Regions from separate parts of the Zea mays genome. Here region 2 is linked to region 1. The links are chromatin contacts, called in public Hi-C maps. All regions are on one chromosome and are shown on one strand. Each heading gives the region's core, a stretch centred on a gene start, on an enhancer-like site or on the middle of the called end of the contact. The rest is flanking DNA. Distances are from core to core; before and after follow the strand shown.

Region 1 (5,322 bases), core at 1,050-3,549:
TGTCTCATGACTTCGGAGATCGGAGCTGTCTCAGTGGCTTCAGTCTCCTCCCCTTCACGGGTCACCCTCGCAGTCGAGCGTACTCTCGCCATATGATGATGAATCCTTTGCGGTTTTTACGAAGCTAATGATTTTTACAGTTTTGACGAAGCTCTTTCTTTTGCCGAAGCTAATTCAAAAGAGATGGTTCACTCGAGAATGCAGTGAAAAAGCTTCGGCTATGGTTGAATTTTTCAACAGCACAACAGTGCAATGGCAATGAATGTTGTGGTAACTTCACACCTACCCGTCTGTTTATATAGTGCTGCAGGTGGGAAGGTGAATCGCCAAGTCGCCCGCACCCGCCGAACAGTCACCCGCACCCGCTGAACGGTGGACCATTACCCGCTGCATGGTGGGCCACCTCGCGCCCGGAATAATTTAATCGTTTCTCGGCAACGAGCTCAGGGAAGGTGTTTTTCGTACCTTCAGCATTCCGAAGCTTTGAAGATTTTTCACGGATCAAGCTCGTTACGAAAAACAATCTAGCACCGCGAAGGGGCTACTGTTGAGGGTCTGCTTCGTCGCCAAAGGTCCTTTAAGAAGAAACACCTTCGGAAGATCAGCACATAAGCAAATACAGTGCGAAGATACACGCCGAAGCTACCATTTAGGAAGCTTCGGCATAACGACATGCCTTGAGACGAAGGGTTGCACCGACTTAAAGAGGAGAAGACTAATCGGTCCACGATAGTTCGTGTCATGATTGTAACTAGTTGACAAGGACATAAATGTAATTTTGACCGAGCTGCGTCCCGTGCCTATAAATAGGTGAACAGTACCCCCGTACTATTCACGCTGACTTGTATTCACTCGTGCGTCACACTTGGATCCTTGCCTTCTGTCAAGCCGAAGGTACAAATGTAATTCAATATTGTTCTTATTCATCTTTGATGATATAATAAAGATATATTTATGATGTCATATGATTATTCATGTTATTTCTCATGTTTCATATGCTTCTTCTTCTTCCATTAACATATACTGTAATCATGAAGGTACATCCTTCATGACCTTTGTCCGAAGATCGTTATATCTTAAGGGAAATAATGCTTCGAAGGACGAATGACATTAACCATTAACCTATTTTTGTGTTGCCTTGTTCTTAATTCATAGCATTTGAGAACAAGTCTCTAACAAGAACAGTATATGATTTTTTAAACATAAAAAATTAATGAAAAATATTAAATAACAACGTTATAGTGTATAGAGGGAGCTGAATAGGGGGAATGGCCGGAGACATCATATAGGTGGGGTGTATTTTTGAGGTAGATGTTGTAAAATATAATAGAAAGTACATATAGAAAGAAAAATATATGAGAATGGTTGAAGATGGTCTTATCGCTCCCTTATTCGAAGGGGTGTAGGTGAGTAGGTCGGCTCATGCCAACAAGGGTGGATATGAGGGACGTCAAGGCTATCTTCAATAGCTCTCCTATTTTATTTTTTATCTCACCTCCTATATTAAACTTTAGTGTATAAATAATACTCCCTCTATTCTAGAATATAAGTTATTCCAAGATTCTTGGAGAGTCAAAGTTTTTCAAATTTGATCAAATTTATATAATGAAATAATAACATTTACGATATCAAATGTGTACCATTAGATTCTCTATTAGATATATTTTCATATTATATTTATTTCGTGTCATAAATCTTTATGATTCTCGCTATGCTTTTGGTCAAACTTTAAAAACTTTGACTCTCTAAGAATCTTAAAGTGACTTATATTTTAAACTGGAGGGAGTATTATTTACAGTATAAGATAATATTTTGTATGACCATACAACCTAATCTGCGCGAAAATAGCACCAAGAGAAACAGAATGCAACCTCATACATATTTTTCTGTTCGTTTTTCTCCTTGTTGTGTGGGCTGGGACCTGGGAGTGGGTCCTCACTCCTCCCCTCTCTCTATCATCACCCTTCTTCCGCTGGAATTCGTGTCATAAATCTTTATGATTCTCGCTATGTTTTTGGTCAAACTTTAAAAACTTTGACTCTCTAATAATCTTAAAGTGACTTATATTTTAAACTAGAGGGAGTATTATTTACAGTATAAGATAATATTTTGTATGACCATACAGCCTAATCTGCGCGAAAATAGCACCAAGAAAAACAGAATGCAACCTCGTACATATTTTTCTGTTTGTTTTTCTCCTTGTTGTGTGGGCTGGGACCTGGGAGTGGGTCCTCACTCCTCCCCCTCTCTCTCTATCATCACCCTTCTTCCGCCGGAAGGAAAAGAGAAAAACACACACTCTCTTTCCGAGCTCTCTCGCTGTCTCTCACCCAGCCGCCACCATGTCAGGCCTCTACAACCAGGGCTTCTCCCCTGCAAGAACCCTCTCCCCCCAGATTAGGAGCAACCCCGACGCTGATAGGTACTAATTTCTCATCGGATTACTTGCTGCTAATATTTGATCCAAGATCCAACGATTGCTCCGTTTCCGCGCTTCCTTCCCTCTCCCCACGATTGATTGGGGCGGTGCGCTGACGGTACCGTCCCTGCTTGCTTCCTCCGCAGCCAGTACTTGGCCGAGCTTCTCGCCGAGCACCAGAAGTTGGGGCCATTCATGCAGGTGCTGCCGATATGCAGCCGGCTGCTCAACCAAGGTGAGTTCATTTTTTAATCCCTCGCTTGCTCACTGTTGCTTGCCGATTGGTGGAAAATCTCGTGCCCTTTCGCCTCAGAGGGGGTTCCTCTGCAATCGGGACTGGGGAAATGCCCGGCTTCAATGCTCGGATGGCTGCCGATCTTTTTCGGCAGGTTATATGCTGGGGCGCTTGGTAGAGTTACCAAGCCGCCATCTGATTTGTCTTATTGTCCCTGATTCGGGATTGGGTTTGGCCTTTAGGTGATATAGCGGATTGTTTTGATTCTCTTGCTACCAGGTTTGGTAATGAGTTCTTAGTTCATACTAGTTTATCCACCATCAGTGATCAAGATGACTGAAAACAGCTTAGGGCCCCATTGATCAGGGGATGTTTATATAAGGGATGCAATCAGTTGTTCATTCCATCCTCATGTCTTGCATTATGCAGAGTAAAATGACAACTTAGTTGAACTGCATTGCATATTGATTATTATCATGTTTAATAAAAATACTATTTTTTCCATTTGAGGAAACCATCTGCAGGGCTACACACTCTGCTATCTATAACCTATTATTTGAGATGTTTCTTATCCTTTTTTATGCGTGGTGCTATTATGACACCTATGTTAAACCAACTTATTATTTCTTCTTTTCTGACTACTAACTCTGCTATTTTTCTTTTCTTCCGTTATTTGTGTCACATAGAAATCATGCGGGTGTCAAGCATGGTTCATGACCATGGATTTAGTGATCTTGACAGACGCCGGTTTAGAAGTCCTAGCCCTATGTCTTCACCGATTGTCCGGCCTAATCTACATGGAAATGGTTTTGGTCCTTGGAATGGGATGCACCAAGAGGTAGGCGTAAATATTAATCGCTGAAATAAGCTTCCTTTTGTTAACATGTTTCTTTTAACATTTTGATAGCAGGGACAAAATCATGGATATAATGCTCTATAAAATGTAATAAAGAAAAAAAAACTCAGCCTTGGGGAAGACCTCTCCAGGGTGTTGCACTGGACCATGTATTTCACTGTGTAGTGGCAAGTTTTTTTTATCCAAGCCCAGAGAATCTGCTCCCACAGGGAGTGGACCCAGGCCTGCTGGATGCTACTAAGGCACTACAACCACTAGACTGCAGGCCTTATAATGTTCTGTAGTGAAGATACTTAAGTCCTAGAGGGTATGTCTATGCCATATATTGTAATGGGTACGTTTAATATAACAGAGATTGGGCTTTCCTCCTCCTGGAACAAGTATGGACTGGCAAGGAGCACCACCGAGCCCTGGCTCTTATATTGTCAAGAAGATCATGCGCTTGGAAGTTCCCGTCGACTCTTACCCTAATGTACTGCCTTCCAAAACATGTGCAATTTATCCTTCAGTATTAAATGATATTTTAGTTCTATTTTTTTTTCTGTAGTTCAACTTTGTGGGACGCATTCTAGGGCCAAGGGGTAATTCTCTAAAGCGAGTTGAATCATCAACTGGCTGCCGTGTTTTTATTAGAGGGAAGGGTTCCGTCAAAGATACAGAAAAGGTAACCAAATATTGTATTGCTTAATTGCACCCCACTTATATGTTTGTGTACTTATGATATCTTAAGTTTAGCAAGGTTTTATAGCTAGATAGGTGAATGAGCTTCTCTATTAATGTATTGTCTGTCAAGAAACTCTACGAACTGCATGCCACTTCGGTTTTCTTGGCTGATTGCTTGTACTAGCGTTGTTTACCTAGTCTTGCTTGTCATTTCTGACATAGATTAGACATCGGTATTCATGATCAGAAAATACGATCTAAGCCTTTTCCCCCCTTTACGGTTAAATGTTAACTAAAAAGGGTATAAGGAGTTAAGGGCCTACACAATTTTGGACCAACTTTTGAATAAAAATAAATAAATGAATGCTTACTTAGGCAGCACTTGCTATATATTTTATTAGATCTTGTTGGCTTGGCAGTTGGGACAGAGTGACATAATGTCCTGCTCAAGATCCAGATACCTTCATGCTCATGGGACCCTGAGAAAGAGCAGTATTATGCTGACTAATAGCAGTAGGCCACTTATCTTAGGGAAAATTTTGGAGGAATTTTGCCATTTTTTGCACTCTCCATTTCTTTCTCTATCCTTCTATCAAAGAATCATTAGTTTGTCCATTTTTGTTTTATGGCACAAATTCAAACCATATAGTGTTTCAGTTATACACTTATTGTTTTCTCGTGGCCATTAAATCTAAATTGTTTATAACATAGAGCTTCAATGAATTGAGGCAAAAACGAGAAGTCCATAATTTCATTTGCAATGGCGTTTTTTTGTTGTTGCTTACCATGTCCAAATGTAAAATTTAGGATTCTTTAGTGATAATGGAATTTTTTATTTCTTTTTCCATGGTTTCGATATTTGCCTTTTGATTGATAGCATTGAGTTGAGATGAAAACAGGGTTGTCCAAAGAGAAAGGATTGAGGAAGAAAAGTTTGATATCTTTATCTTATAGCTATTTAGCATGCTGAATCATGCTTCATGCTTTTGGCATTTTCACATTAATATTTAATTGTAGCACTATAGAAACTTTAACTTTATTATAATTTGTTGGAAACAGTTGCTGACAGGTTGGCTCTCTGGCCACTGGAGTATTTGTTGTTGCTCTAGAAAGTTCATAGAAGTCCTTTTTTTGTTATGTATTGATCAT
Region 2 (5,322 bases), core at 1,104-3,603, 450 kb before region 1:
TACTCATCAATAACAGTAGCTACAAGATTAGCAATGTTAACACCACTATGCTTACCATCAATGAGCTGAAGTGCAAGCAATCTTTTTCCTAATTCCCACTTAGAATTAACAAAATGAGATACTACGCTTAAGTAATCCTCCTTTGCCTTGCCAGACCAAATATCAGAAGTAAGACAAACAGAACCAACATCATTTTTAAAAGTTCCAATTAAGTTCACCATACGTTCATTATAAAATTTAACCATGTCCCTAGCAGTGGTCTGTCTAGAAACATGCACAAATCTAGGGTTATGAGAACGATTGATATAACATTAAAAAGCAGGAGTAGAACCATGCCATAAAGGAAGGTCATCCCTAGCAATCAAACGAGATAGTTCAGTCCTAGCAATAGAACCAGAGTACTCCCAACGTTGCAAAGTACCGTCAGTAATGTACTTAAGCACAGATTGGACTTGCCCAGAGTGTTCATGTGCTTTCTTAGCAGGGCAATTATGACAAAGCAAATGACCAGTACCAGAAGTAGATCGAGCATTAAGTGTTTGCTTACAGTGCTTGAAACGAGCAGCATACCTGACTTTCTTACCATTCACAATCTTAGTCAATTCATCAAAGTCATTCCAGCACTTGGACCTTTTCTTCATGTTGCTACCACTAGCATCAGCAGCCTGATCTAGATTAGGGACTGCTGCTGACGGGCTAGTGGATCTGGTTCCAGTGCCAATTTGAGAGCCGACAACAGTATCAACCTCAATAGGATCTCCATGGGTGTCACCAAACCCCAGGAAGTACCTAGCATCCTGCGCCTCCTTGTGGTCCTCCAGCCGGCGCTCCTCCTCCTCTGCAGCCGCGTCAAGGTCCATGACCGCGACTTCGACCACGAGCCCAAGGAGCTAAACCGGTTAGAGGACTGTCGCCTCCGGTTCCTCAACGACTGCAATGCACCAAAAGCACAATTAATTTAAATTATACAAACAGTATACTAAAGTGAGTTCAGATGTTGTAAACTAAATCTAAAAAACATAACATACAACAACTAAAATAAACAGCTAACAACTAATTAAACAGACAACAACTAACGACGGCATGTATAAGCTAACGACAGAATTAAACAGACAACTTCTCTGATAAGCTAACGACAGAGAGGAGCGTTGGAGTTTGGAAGCAGTTCCTACGGCCGGAGAGGAGCGTTGGAGTTTGGAAGCTAACGACGACATGTATAAGGTATAAGCTAACGACAGAGATGCGTTCTTGACTATCAGGCTATCAGCTAACGACGGTCGACGGGCGACGACATGTATCTTCTGAATTCTGATAAGCTAACGACAGTAAATGAGTAGAGAGTAGAGACGGACCTTTCAAAGCCGGAGCACCAGAGACGACGTCGTCGACGTGTGGACTGTGGTGTGCCGCACGATGGACAAGAGAACGTCTGGGCAACCAGAGACCGAGAAGGGCGAGCATGAGTTGTGGACAAGCAGAGAAGGGCGACTGGGCGAGCAGCCGAGCACGAGATCCCCAATCGGCGAGCACGACGAGATTCCCAATCGACGACTGACGAGCAGGGCGAGCAGCCGAGCATGACCGACGAGCACGAGATCCCCAATCGCCGAGCACGATCGACGAGCACGAGATCCCCAATCGGCGCGCACGAGCAGGGCGAGCAGCCAAGCACAACCGAATCGCCAACGGCCAAGGCACGAGAGGCAAGAGGCGAGAGGCAAGAGAGAAAACGGCGCCGCCGCCGCCAGAGACCGAGAGCAGAGAGGGCGTCGGGCCAGGGTTGGGGACTCGGGGATAGCTGGAATGCTGGATAGGGTTAGGGTTTAAGCCAAGAGCTGAGAGGGCGTCGGGCCAGGTTTGCGTCTGTGGACTCGGCGGCGCTTAAGCCTGTTCGGGCCGCCGGGAAATTGGGCCTGCGGTAGACTGAATTTGTGTTGTCAAATACGCGGGCCGTCGTCGGGCCGACCCATATATCGTGTCGGGCCGGGCCAAAGCACGCGGGCCGCCGTATCTGCCCATACCCGGCACGCTAAAAGGGCCATGCCGGGCCGTGTTTGGACCGGGCTAAATTCGTGCCTTGCCACGGGCCAAACGGGCGGCCCGCACTGTTTGGACACTTATAGACTCTGCTGTCAGTGCCACCATCCTTACAAGTTGTTCGAACTTTTGACTGCTCATGCTAAACATTTAAAACATGTCTGAACAACTATTGTATTTAAATATGGTCTACCTTAGTGATACATAGATATTATAGCCAGGAGCGGAGGGCCCGTTATGGCCAAGTATGGCTCGCGCCATACCTCAAATTTTGGCCCAGTAAAACAGCAGAGCCTAGGTATTCAGCCCAAGCAGTCGTAGCCTCCCTGTTTCCCTCCGTAGCCACACAACAGGCACAGCCGTAGGTAGGCGCACAAGACCGTCGGCCGCTCCCGCCCGGCCGCCTGCTCGTCGCTACGTCCGAGACCGCCTCCGTCTGGCCGGCCGCCGGCTATCCAAATACGGCCGCGCACCAGAGCCTTACCGAGCCACCGCCTCGCAGGTCGCAGCCTCGCTTGACGCTTGCTAGCCAGCGCCTTACCGAGCCACCGCCTCGCAGGTCGTAGCCTCGCTTGACGCTTGCTAGCCTGCTGCTTGGCCGTGCTCCGTCAGACCGCCACTGCTTGGCTGCTTGCTAGCCTGCTTCGACTGCTTGCTTGGCTTAGCTGCTTGCGTTGCTACTTGCAAGCCTGCTTGCTAGTTGCTAGACGGCTTCTTCCCTGGCGTGCTTTTACTGCTTGCTAGTTGCTAGCCTGCTGCCCTGCTTGCTTTCAAAAAGATTGGTTTGAGCAATATAATTGGTTAGAATACAGTTTGGTAAAGGATAGAGCTTATTACTTTTGTTGTATTAAATTTAGCTCTTTATTTTAATGCTAATTTATGCATCCTCTTTGTTTGACCGCTTATATTTGGTTAAATTGTTGATTTGGCATATAATCTACAAGGGATCCTTCATCTAAGGTACTTCTTAATGATGTTTTTGTACTAAACTTTTGTTTTACTGCAAGATATGTCTTTACCATTGCCATACCTTATTTTTAGGTCGTGCTCCGCCACTGATTATAGCAACGTACTGGCACTTAACTAGTTATATTTATGTTTAAAGTGGTACAATGACTATATTTCGATAACTATCGGTTCATAGACATATTTTGATCACTGATTCTGCGTTTCGGCGGCAGACAAAGTCAGCGGTGTTTGAGGAAGTTCAGTACTGCCAAATTCAAACCACGGGATGAAAATCGAATAAAAAATTTCAAAAAATGGGTCTGCACTGCCACCGTCAGCATTGCTGACGGTGGATAGGGCTGGAAACGAGCCGAGCCGAGCTCGGCTCGGCTCGGTGCAGCTCGGTGGCTGACCGAGCTCGGCTCGGCTCGCCCATTTCACGAGCTAGCGAGACAGGCTCGGCTCGGCTCGAAGGTGGCTCGCGAGCCGGCTCGGCTCGGCTCGCGAGCCACACCCTGATATATATAATTGCATTATCTAGTGAATTATTAGTATATAAATATAAATATATAGATATCATTCATCATTTTAAGTAATCTAAATTATTAATTATCATATATTTATCATGAAACGTTAAGAAACAAACTGACTATCTATAAAATTACCAAATATCCATCGTTATTCTACATATTAGGTAATTTGGCAAAGCTTGCGAGCCGGAACGAGCCGGCTCGGCTCGGCTCGCTCGAGGCTCGCGAGCCGCTTCGAGCCGAGTCGAGCCGCTCCGAGCTCGAGCTGGCTCGCGAGCCTCGAGCTTATTTTCCAGCCCTAGTCAGCATCCCCCGTTTGTGCTGCTCGCCGTTGCCCTCGTGAGTCATCTCTACAACACGAATTCTGAGCCTAATCTTGGCCAGCGACCGAATTTTTTGTATTTTGTCGCTTTCTCAAAAAAAATTCACGTTTAGACCTTAAAAAAAATTTAATGTCATTTTTGGACCCTTTGCTCGGCGCCATAGCCTATGGCGCCGAGGTAACACATCTCGGCGCCATAGGCTATGGCGCCGAGGTACGTGCTACGCTGGCACAACCTGAACGACGTGGCGTCAGCGTGGTACCGAGCTCGGCGCCAAGATCTATGGCGCCGAGCTCGGATGTGTAACGACAAAGCATATCTAGCTCAGTCGGTAGAGTGCAAGACTTTTAACCTTGAGGTCGTGGGTTCAAGCCCCATGGTGGCCGTTCAATATATTTTTTTTTGTCTTTGTCACTAATTTGTTTTTTTGTTGTCCATATTTTTCGTTTATGTCACTGATTTGTCTGTCCAGATTTATTTTTCATCTAGTTTTTTTTGTTCTTGTGACTGATTTATTTATTCATCTAGATATTTTTTGTTTTTGTTTTTGTTTATTCAAACTCCGTGACGGAAGTACCATGCACATAAGTAACCTACCCTATGGAAGTATGGAGTACTTTATAAAATCATCAAGTCACTGTTTATTTATACCTAGTATATTTATATTTTGGATTCTAATTATAATCTTTTTGTTTATTAAGTATATTTATATTTTGGACTCTAAAACTCCAATAATCTAATGTATTCGAAATTATACTTTTTAATATTAATTAAAATTTATTATAGCTAAACCGGTGGCCGCTAACCAATGCAAGTATATTTATATTTTAGACTCTAAAACTCCAATAATCTAATGTACTCGAACTCACAACCTCAAGGTTGCGTGCATTATTGCGCCCGTGACCGCGATGCACCATAGCTAAACCGGTGGCCGCTAACCAATGCAAGTACATTTCCTTAAGATTAATAAATGAACAAAGCGTACTTGATGATGAGCACGCACATGCACGCACCATGCATCGCACCTTCATGACTTCATCTACTACATATACCGGCCGAGCCGACGTACCCGACTCACTGTGAGATCGATCGATCAGGACGACATGCATGCATGCGTCCTCTCGCCGTCGAGGTCCCCCCTGGCCAGGCCGGCCGGCCGGCTTCAATAATGCAGAGCTGCAGCTACTGCAAGAGGAGGAGGGAGGGGCCTGCGCCTGCCCCTGCGTTTGCGTTGCTTGCAATCACAACGGTGCTGTCAATGGATCACATCATGGTTTTTTAATACTTTTTGTTTTTGTCACTGATTTTTTTTGTTGTCTAGATATTTCGTTTATGTCGCTGAATGGAAAGGTTAATTAAATCTGCAGATTAAATACACTGTTTAGTTAGTAGTATGTAAATTAAATATAAAAGTAAGGGATTGTACCCCTACACACAGACACAAGCTCACAAAGTATTTTGTCCACTTGAAAAACTTAAAATTG

The links. A called contact is a pair of places that touch in the nucleus more often than the background predicts.
Region 2: a Hi-C map of ear shows a contact between it and region 1, with 2.4 times the contacts expected there. The contact joins the enhancer-like site here to the promoter of LOC100272497 in region 1. A contact is called at or near these places in 3 of 25 Hi-C or Micro-C datasets (ear, leaf and tassel).

What each region holds. Positions count from the first base shown.
Region 1 is chr2:163,361,397-163,366,718 of Zm-B73-REFERENCE-NAM-5.0, reverse strand. It overlaps LOC100272497 (KH domain-containing protein SPIN1), which reads left to right and starts at 2,299. Exons shown (of 7, transcript NM_001146966.1): 1 at 2,299-2,422; 2 at 2,566-2,654; 3 at 3,341-3,492; 4 at 3,863-3,982; 5 at 4,058-4,174. The coding sequence starts at 2,343.
Region 2 is chr2:163,807,057-163,812,378 of Zm-B73-REFERENCE-NAM-5.0, reverse strand. No RefSeq gene overlaps it. Among protein-coding and RNA genes, the nearest start is that of LOC103649040, 16 kb to the left of the region's middle. Within about 2 kb of position 2,353, at least 11 of the 20 cell types and tissues checked have an H3K27ac peak or open chromatin away from gene starts, as enhancers often do. A contact at or near this core is called in ear, leaf and tassel, where this site is marked.